Linked DNA regions of Drosophila melanogaster: region 1 is linked to region 2. A link is a contact called in public targeted proximity ligation data. All regions are on one chromosome and are shown on one strand. The core of a region is the stretch at or near the end of the contact, and the rest is flanking DNA. Distances in the headings are between cores, read along the strand shown. Region 1 holds the start of mRpS5 (mitochondrial ribosomal protein S5). Region 2 holds the start of CG40045.

The links.
Region 1: a targeted proximity ligation map of the Kc167 cell line shows a contact between it and region 2, with 7 times the contacts expected there. A contact is called at or near these places in 2 of 7 datasets of targeted methods (the Kc167 cell line and the S2 cell line).

Annotation. Positions count from the first base shown.
Region 1 is chr3L:24,535,411-24,539,463 of dm6, reverse strand. It overlaps mRpS5 (mitochondrial ribosomal protein S5), which reads right to left and starts at 2,228. Exons shown (of 3, transcript NM_001043187.2): 1 at 2,151-2,228; 2 at 1,848-2,066. The coding sequence starts at 1,989. It also overlaps the pseudogene CR12460.
Region 2 is chr3L:24,026,464-24,030,915 of dm6, reverse strand. CG40045 reads right to left here and starts at 2,401. Exons shown (of 3, transcript NM_001275311.1): 1 at 2,193-2,401; 2 at 62-161. The coding sequence starts at 2,238.

The DNA of each region.
Region 1 (4,053 bases), core at 979-3,478, 510 kb before region 2:
AACACAACCGCGCCCACCGAGCGGCACAGGAAAATGTTAAGCAAATAATGCGTGACTATTTTTTTCCTAACATGAAATTAACAGCAAATTGTTGCAAATTGTAAGGTCTGCTCGAGGGCTAAGTTTGAATGACATCCAAGAAATGCCAATCACCACCTACGCAGGAGAACGTTAACACATTGATGTATTTTCTACACACAAAAATACTTCCTAACGTGTGTTGATAAATTCTCAAAGTGTGCTGTTTCTTGACAGTCTCAAAAGTGTGTAAACTTGGAATTTGTTGTTTATTTTCTTGTATATTTAATATTTTTAATTTGTTTTTGTGATTTATAGATAAAATAAATATTGTTTAATTATATTTTATAAAAAAATTGCGTTTAATTAAGCAAAAAACTCTTAATTTTTAGCTTTAAAGTCAAAAATTCAACTTATTTTACAGTGTGTATGATCATGCATTTTAAATTTGACAAAATATGCCCTTCACCTTAGAAGTTCTTAGACTTTAAATCTATATTATTTTTAATCAATTGCCACCACGCGAAAAATTCTTGTTTTGCATTGCCTTAACGTTATTATTATTTAAATATAGCTTAGAAATAGTAATAGCCGAATCATAATATCACAAAATAAATTTCAAAAATTACTTTTTATTCGAATTTTTGTCAATAGAGTGTTCAGCATGCGACAATGATTGTTGAGTGCTTGTGTCCGCACTTCGTGCCTCAAGATATGACTTGCAATAAACAGTTTATTTTATAAATTTTTATTTTCTACAACGTATTATTTTTATGAAATATTTATTTCTCTTATGTCTTCTTTTTGGAAAATTTAACATTTAACTAGTTACAGTAGTTATAATAATTTCCTTTGTATTTGCTTTAATTATTAAGTATATTTATGAAGTCATTTGACTTAATATGAATATGATGTATGTAAATTATCCATTTTTAATAGATTCGGTTGTTCAGTTTCAGTTTTTTTTGTCTATTCCAATTTGATATATTTAAAAAGTGCGCACAAGCAAGCAAATTCTATTTTTAGATTTCTTACGCTCTCAGCGTAAGCAAGCGGACAGAGAGCAAATTAAACCGTCACTAAAAAAGTGGCTGCATAGTGCCAAACCAATGTATGAGCGTTACTTATCTTGTTATTCTAGTGTCTTTGGCTAGTGAAAGTGCAAACTAGAAATTTCAACATATTCAGACATCTCAAAAAATTGAGAAAATGACAAATAAAATGAAAACAAATTTAAAGTTTTGGCCGGTAAGTGGGCGTTAAAGGAGCATGGCCAAAAGGTTTTTTTTATACCGAGAAAAAATTTGCAAGTCAAATAATACGTTTTTTGTGGGGTTTTCAAATATTTATAAGAAAATACAGAGACATTTTCAAGACTGAAATATAAAGAAAAACTGTAAATATTTTTCAAAAGTATGGTCGCAGTAGTTTTGGGCGGATTGTAAGCGTGGAAAAAGTTTTTTGTCCATGGCCATATCGACTCGGCTAGTGACCCGATACTTCTAAATACGAAGGGTCATTATTACTGCAAAGTCCTTTAAATATGAGGAAAAAATAATATTTGTAAAAATACACGAAAATAATAAATCATTGTTGTTTAAATAAAAAATACATAATGATTCTGACATTTTTCTTTTAAAGGCTTTGAAAGATTCAAATTACACCTCGTGGAAATAATTTCTGACCCACTGTATTTCACTGTAAATCAGCCAGAAAAAGAATTCCTTGTTTCATTTTATTTGCACCATTACTACTACCTAGAACCATTTTTATCCAATGGCAGATAGAAACATTTCTGCTCTTTTATTGAATTAAAACATTTTACTTACATTTGTTAAAGAAGCTGGTATTACGTAAACCAATGTAACCTGGTAAAATGGGTTCATGTGAAGATAACAAGCTTTGGTTCAAAATAAAAATATTTCTGCTACAAGCTTGATTGAAGAGACGACGGATCAATGTTTGACTCATATTTACATATGAATTTATTAAGACGTTTTGATACTGAGGATATTTATGAGGTTAATACAGCAACACTAGCAGTAACGCTACAAAAAAAGACCAAATTAAAACAATTATAAGACGTGCGTCATGCTTTAAGACCCGTCCAGACTAGTCCTTCATAGTTATACCCGTTACTCCTAGAGTAAAAGTACGTAACAGACAGAAGGAAACGTTTCCGACCATATATATTCTTGATCAGAATTAATAGACGAGTGGATCCGTCTGTCCGTCTCTATGAACGTCGAGCTACCAGGAACGACTATTTGCATCGCTTTAGTCGAGTTCGATGACTATCAGTTACCCGTTACTCAGATCAAAAGAAATTGGGAAAATAGCAAATAATATAAGAACAAATTTATTTTTTTCAAATGTGTGGATGTGTTTTGACCAGTTAGTGGCCGTATAATGTGGCGTTGCCAAAAGGTGTTTATACTGATAGAAATTGACAAGAGAGATAAAACATTTTTTTGTGGTATTGTTGGCGTTCTAAGCATTTATTAGCAAAACGATATTCATTTACGAGACTGAAATATAATTGAAAAATCTAAATATCTAGTTTGGTCGCTGTAGTTTTGGGCGCATTGTGCGCGTGGCAAAAGTTTTTTGTCATATTGATAGAAATTAACAAAACTGATAAAAAAAACTTAATATATGTCAGAACATTATCCTTATGTGTAAGCGTAACACCATCAGTTAACAATGTTGCGCAGCGTCTACGTATATCTATAGACCTCAAATTTCTAGCTTTACTAGTTCCTTAGATTTCGATATCTATACGGACCATATATGGCCATATCGACTCGGCTAGTGACCCGGTACTTCTAAAAATAAAAGGTCATTGCACTACTGCAAACTCCCTGATATATGAGGAAAAAATAATATTTGTAAAAATACACGAAGTTAATAAATCATTATTGTCAATATAAACAATAAATGCAGATCCTTATATTTTTCTTCGTTAATATGTTATAGGTTTTAAAAGTTTTAAATTTCCCCCTGTTTAAGTCAGTCAGCCAAAAGTTTCATTTGTTAAATTTTATTTGTTCTTTTACTTTATGATTGAAACATTTGACTTACATTTGTTAAAAAAGTTGGTATTACGCAAGCGAATGTAATTTCTTAAAAGGGGTTCATTAGAAGATAACAAGCCTTGATTATTAAAAAAAAATGTTTCTGCGATAAGATAAAAGCCGTGTATAAATATAAAACACTAAGTGTAAGCTGTGTATAAATATAAAATACTAGGTGACACTAATATCGATAGAATTAATTGTATATTATTTGGCTGACTTTAAAGTGCGCGCGAGAATAGAGCTGGAGAATCATCGATGGTCGGCACTATCGATGGTTTTTTAAGAAAACATCGATAGTATGGATAGTTAAAAAGAAAACAAAAATAAAGGAACTATAATTTAACGTGAACCGATGTTTATATACCCTTGCAAATTAAAAAATATATATTACAGTAGCCCTTTAGAAAAATGCAGAAATACATGCACAGGAATTAAAATGCATTTTTAAACAAAAACGCTTTATTTGCTTCAATGCAAACTATTATTTGAATTAACGCAGTATTCAAAATATTTAGTAATAACAAAATAATGGTTTTTTATATTCATAATAAGACATATTCTTTCATATTCTGTTGAACTGGCCGGAATGCACAGGCACTTTTTACAAAGTTTGGTTATTGGCTTCAGACTCTCACTGTTTGCCTGAAAAGGGATAAATTCATTAATATTTAATTTAAAAAGTAAAAATGATATTCTTACAATCCAATAAGCAGTTAAAAGAAATGCCCTTGCACAGAAATTACCACTTCAATGCGAATCAAATACTTTGTGAATGTATAAAATAGCATTAGTTATTAAGAAATTGTTTGAGGAACACGCAAAGCGGAATGGATTCGTTTTAATTTGTGCAAAGGATCAATTTTTACATTTCGATTTATCGGGCATCAAATATGCAAATTGTTAAAATGGTGTTGGCATTTTGATCGGATCAGACATCGGATCGACCAGACACGGTCGA
Region 2 (4,452 bases), core at 1,152-3,651:
TGATTGTTGCATAAATATGATTTTTTAAACGAAAAAGAATACAATGTTCATAGCATACTACAGTGTATCTGGCGGTCCAATTATTAAAACTTCCCAGCGAAATATATCATTCTCATCAATTAAACCAGCGGAGAATCCTTCCACTGGATTCTTGTTTAGTTCTGAAAAGATAAAAATAATTATTAATTTTTAGTAATCACGTGTAACAATCTGGTTCCGTAGGTTGTATTTTTTTAAATACGTTCGGCGAGGACCTATTTTATTTTGGATTATGACTATACCACTTAGACGTTGAAAAGAAGGATATGTCAAATTTGTTAAACTGTATATAACAGTAGAAGGTACCGTTTCTGATCGTAAAAAGTATATATGTATGTATATTCAGGATAATTTGTCATGAGCTAGAAAATTAAATTTAACATGCATATTCCTTTTGGTTTTTGCCACTGGTTTTTGCGTAATCTAATGCCCACAAGCCGTAATAAACTGTCACGCCCACCATCGAAAAATGGTTTGGTTTCCCAGTCGAAATTTAAATTATTCTATAATTCTGTAAAATTAGCATGTTTCACAAGTAAGAATTTTTCAGTTTTCTGATGGTCGACTAAAAGAATTGGACTGTCAAATTATTTGAAAACAAGAATATTATATCTATATTCTCTATATTCTATTAAAATTCTTTTGGCAAATCGATAAAAATTGACATGAAAAATGGGAAAATATATAAATGAGAACATATTTTTTAAAAAAGTTTGGCGTGGTTGGGCGATTACAGTCGACGTGCCGAAACTTCAATAGAAATTACAACCCACAATAAACTGAACAAAAAGTAAACAACAAATTTAAAGATTCGGCGATGTACAGTAAAGTTTTATGTCCAGTCTCTTACAGGTTGAATCCACTTATGGATTTAAATATACGTGTGTGCGTAATGCACGCTCTCTTAGGGTTGTTGTTTCAACTGCACATATGAATTTAAGATAATATGAAAAGTTTGAAACAGGTGAAAAAGAGTAAATCTGACTCTAAAACGTAAATATTTCTAGATCATGATCACTATTCGAGTCGATCTAGCGATATCTGTCTATCCGTCCTTATGATTGTCGAGATCTTGATGGAAAATTATAGAAAGATAAAATAAAGCATGTAGATGCTAGTGACTCCCTCTAGCGATCACAAACAAATTAACAAATTAATAATTTTTATTATAGAATAAAAACATATGTATAAACATATACATACATATGTATATAAAAAATCACATATACATACATAAATACATTTTTTAGTTAGTAGTATGAGTCAAACGAATTTAAAAAGCTCATTCCATTGTTGACATGTTCGATTAAATAACAAAGTATATGGTTTCATTTGTTTTAAAATACTGTTGCCCCTGTAGCAAAATGCTATTCGCGATTAATGGCTGAAAATAAGAAATGGGCTAAGCATTGTAAAGGTTGTAATGAACATTGTTTAACCCTACAAATAACATAAATGCTTTATTAGGTTACCTTGAACATCAATTAACCATAACTTTGTAGAGTGTTAACAAAAATATGATAATAATATATCTATCATTCGGCCAAGTCTTTAAGTGTTGTTGAATGTCTAAATCATTAGAAAACAATTTCTTTCCAAAAATTTTAATTTAAGGCAGTGAAGGGAACACTACCAAAATTTGTATATACATACACACATATGTGTAGATGTAAGCATTTATTAGAGTTAGAAAGTAATATATATTATGTGTACCTTCATACACATATATAAATTTATCTTTTCGGCATATTAAGCAAACTCCTGCTCAAATTTTATCATTAATTTGAGTACATAATAATATATACCACGAGATTTTTAAAAAGAAGGGTAGACACAAATATTTACACATATATGTATTGGCGCATATACACATTTATTATCCTATGTAAGAGTATACTATTAACTTTACAAAAAAGAACAAGAATTTATTAAAATTACCTTAAGATATAGGTAATATTTAAGCTACAAATTACATATGTGCACTCATATTACACATAATATATGTATTTGGTTGAGCATTGCCAGCTTATGGTTTTTGCACCAATTTTAAAACCACATGTGCAAGACTGGAAAAATAATTTCATATACATATGTAAAAACATTTATATATACATTCTTGCTCATTTATATACGTTTGAAGTTGTTAAACTTACCTGCCAATTGTTTTTTTAACAGTAAAGATGACTGAAGTTCAGACATTCTAAGTTGTATGATAAATGAATTGGTTCAGTTTAACGCACAAGTAATTAACACAAATAAAAATTGTATGCTTAAAAATAAGTTAGTATTGAAAGTAAATATAATGATCGACATCGACCACCGAATTTTCTATAAAGGCCAAACATAAAAAAGAACTAGTTATACAAGTTTAACACAGATCTAGCTCCTGTGAAGACGAATGTGACACAATAACACTTGTTTCCAACTACACTTATATTACATTTACACTACGTTTGACTGCTTCTGGTTGGCTAACAGGTACCGGGGATATATATATACAAATCCTATACTTACAAAAAAAATATAAGGGGCAATCCCAAAATGAAGAAAAACGGTTAATATCATCACATATTGCCAGCAGAGTTTGCCGTATGGCTGGTACTAAGCCCGGTTTAATGTATGCCAATAGACTTTGCGGTTAAATTTGTAAAAAGTTCTGTAGATATCATCCTTACCTTAACCTTTCTGTATTCTTTTGTTTATTTAAAAATATATGTTATCAAAATTTATGAGGATTAAAATTTATAAATACCAACACAAGTTCAAAATAGAATAGAATAGACAACATGCTTGCTCTTGATAACAAACCACTGTAATTGGATTGGAAATAAACAAGTTTATTGAATGAACAACATATTATTAATTTGCTTATAATTTTCTTATTTATGGTATTGAAGCTATGATTAATAACAACATAAATAAATTATTGCAGAGCTTTTGTGAGCCGATTACAGTTACAGCAGTTGCCCACATATACGATACCGACCAAAAAACATTGAAATGCAAGAATATTTTTTAACCCTATCCCTAACAAACGTATAAAATGCTTTAAAAATCGCGAAACGCATATTCAGTGTAAGAACCAATTGTTTTCCATATGAGTTTTTAAATAGATTGGCTGGGTTCCACTGTGGTTCTCGTCAATATTTTAAGTCCCACTTATTTTTCTACGCACTCTTCTATCGGTTTGCGGGCCGATATCAATTTTGATCTAAGAAACAAATTTACAGATTTCGAGTTTTGGCCAATGTCGTTGCAATATGACAGGATGAAATATTATTAAAAAATATATGCCGTAACTATAATTATTTTAACGAAGATTTTTTATACTCTATTGTTAAATTCTCCGCTCGAATATATTGCCGATTTATATCTATATTTACTTTAATTATGAATAATGTGTAAATATGTTATTAACGACAAACTTCAACAGGGGAATGTTAGCAGTTATTATTTATGTAGGCGATCTTACAGCATTAAAACTAATTTCATCATTATTTTAACTTTTTTTTTTTTTTTTTTTTTTTTTTTTACTTTGCTTTTATTTATTGAATCTTCTTGTATAAGAACTAACAATAAGTTTAAAAATCTTAACTATAACAAGTATTTTTTGAACAGTTGTATTATTTTTCCAACTGTTCTATGTTTAAACGGCCCTAATAATTTATTCGCTGGGTTGGTAGGTCCTTTCGCCGGAGACGGGAACGGCTGCTGAGCTGGATTAGACCTCGCGCTAGGTGGTTGGGGTGCGTGTGAAGCTTGCTATGGTATTTTTCCTTAAGTTCCGTGATTGCGTTGGTAACTGATGGGATATTTAAGTCTCTTTGGATGTTTTCACTCCGAACGTACCACGGTGCCCCAGTGATGGTTCTCAGAATCTTTGATTGTGCTCGCTGAATGATGTCAATATTGCTGTTGCTGGCATTGCCCCATAACTGTGAGCCATAGGTCCAGATTGGTTTCAATATAGAATTGTAGAGCAAGACCTTGTGATCTAGGCTGAGCGGAGAACCAGAGTTGATGAGCCAGTGTAAGTTGTTGGCTTTGAGTTTAAGTTGGGTTTTTTTGGCTTCAATGTGCCTGCGCCATGTGAGTCTTCTGTCTAGGTGTACTCCTAGGTACGTTACCTCGTCTGCTTTCGGGAGTGGTATGCTGTTCAACAAGAGCGGAGGACAGTCTTGTCTGTTTAGCGTAAACGTCACGTGCTTGCATTTTTGCTCGTTTACTTTTATTCGCCAGTCAGAGAGCCACTTCTCAATGTCGATGAGGTACAGTGCCAACTGTGCTGTAGCTTGGATAGGGGACCTTGAACGGCTAAGGATAGCTGTATCGTCGGCAAATGTGGATACCGTTAAGCGACTATTTGTAGGGATGTCGGCTGTATAGATGAGGTATAAGGTTGGCCCAAGAACG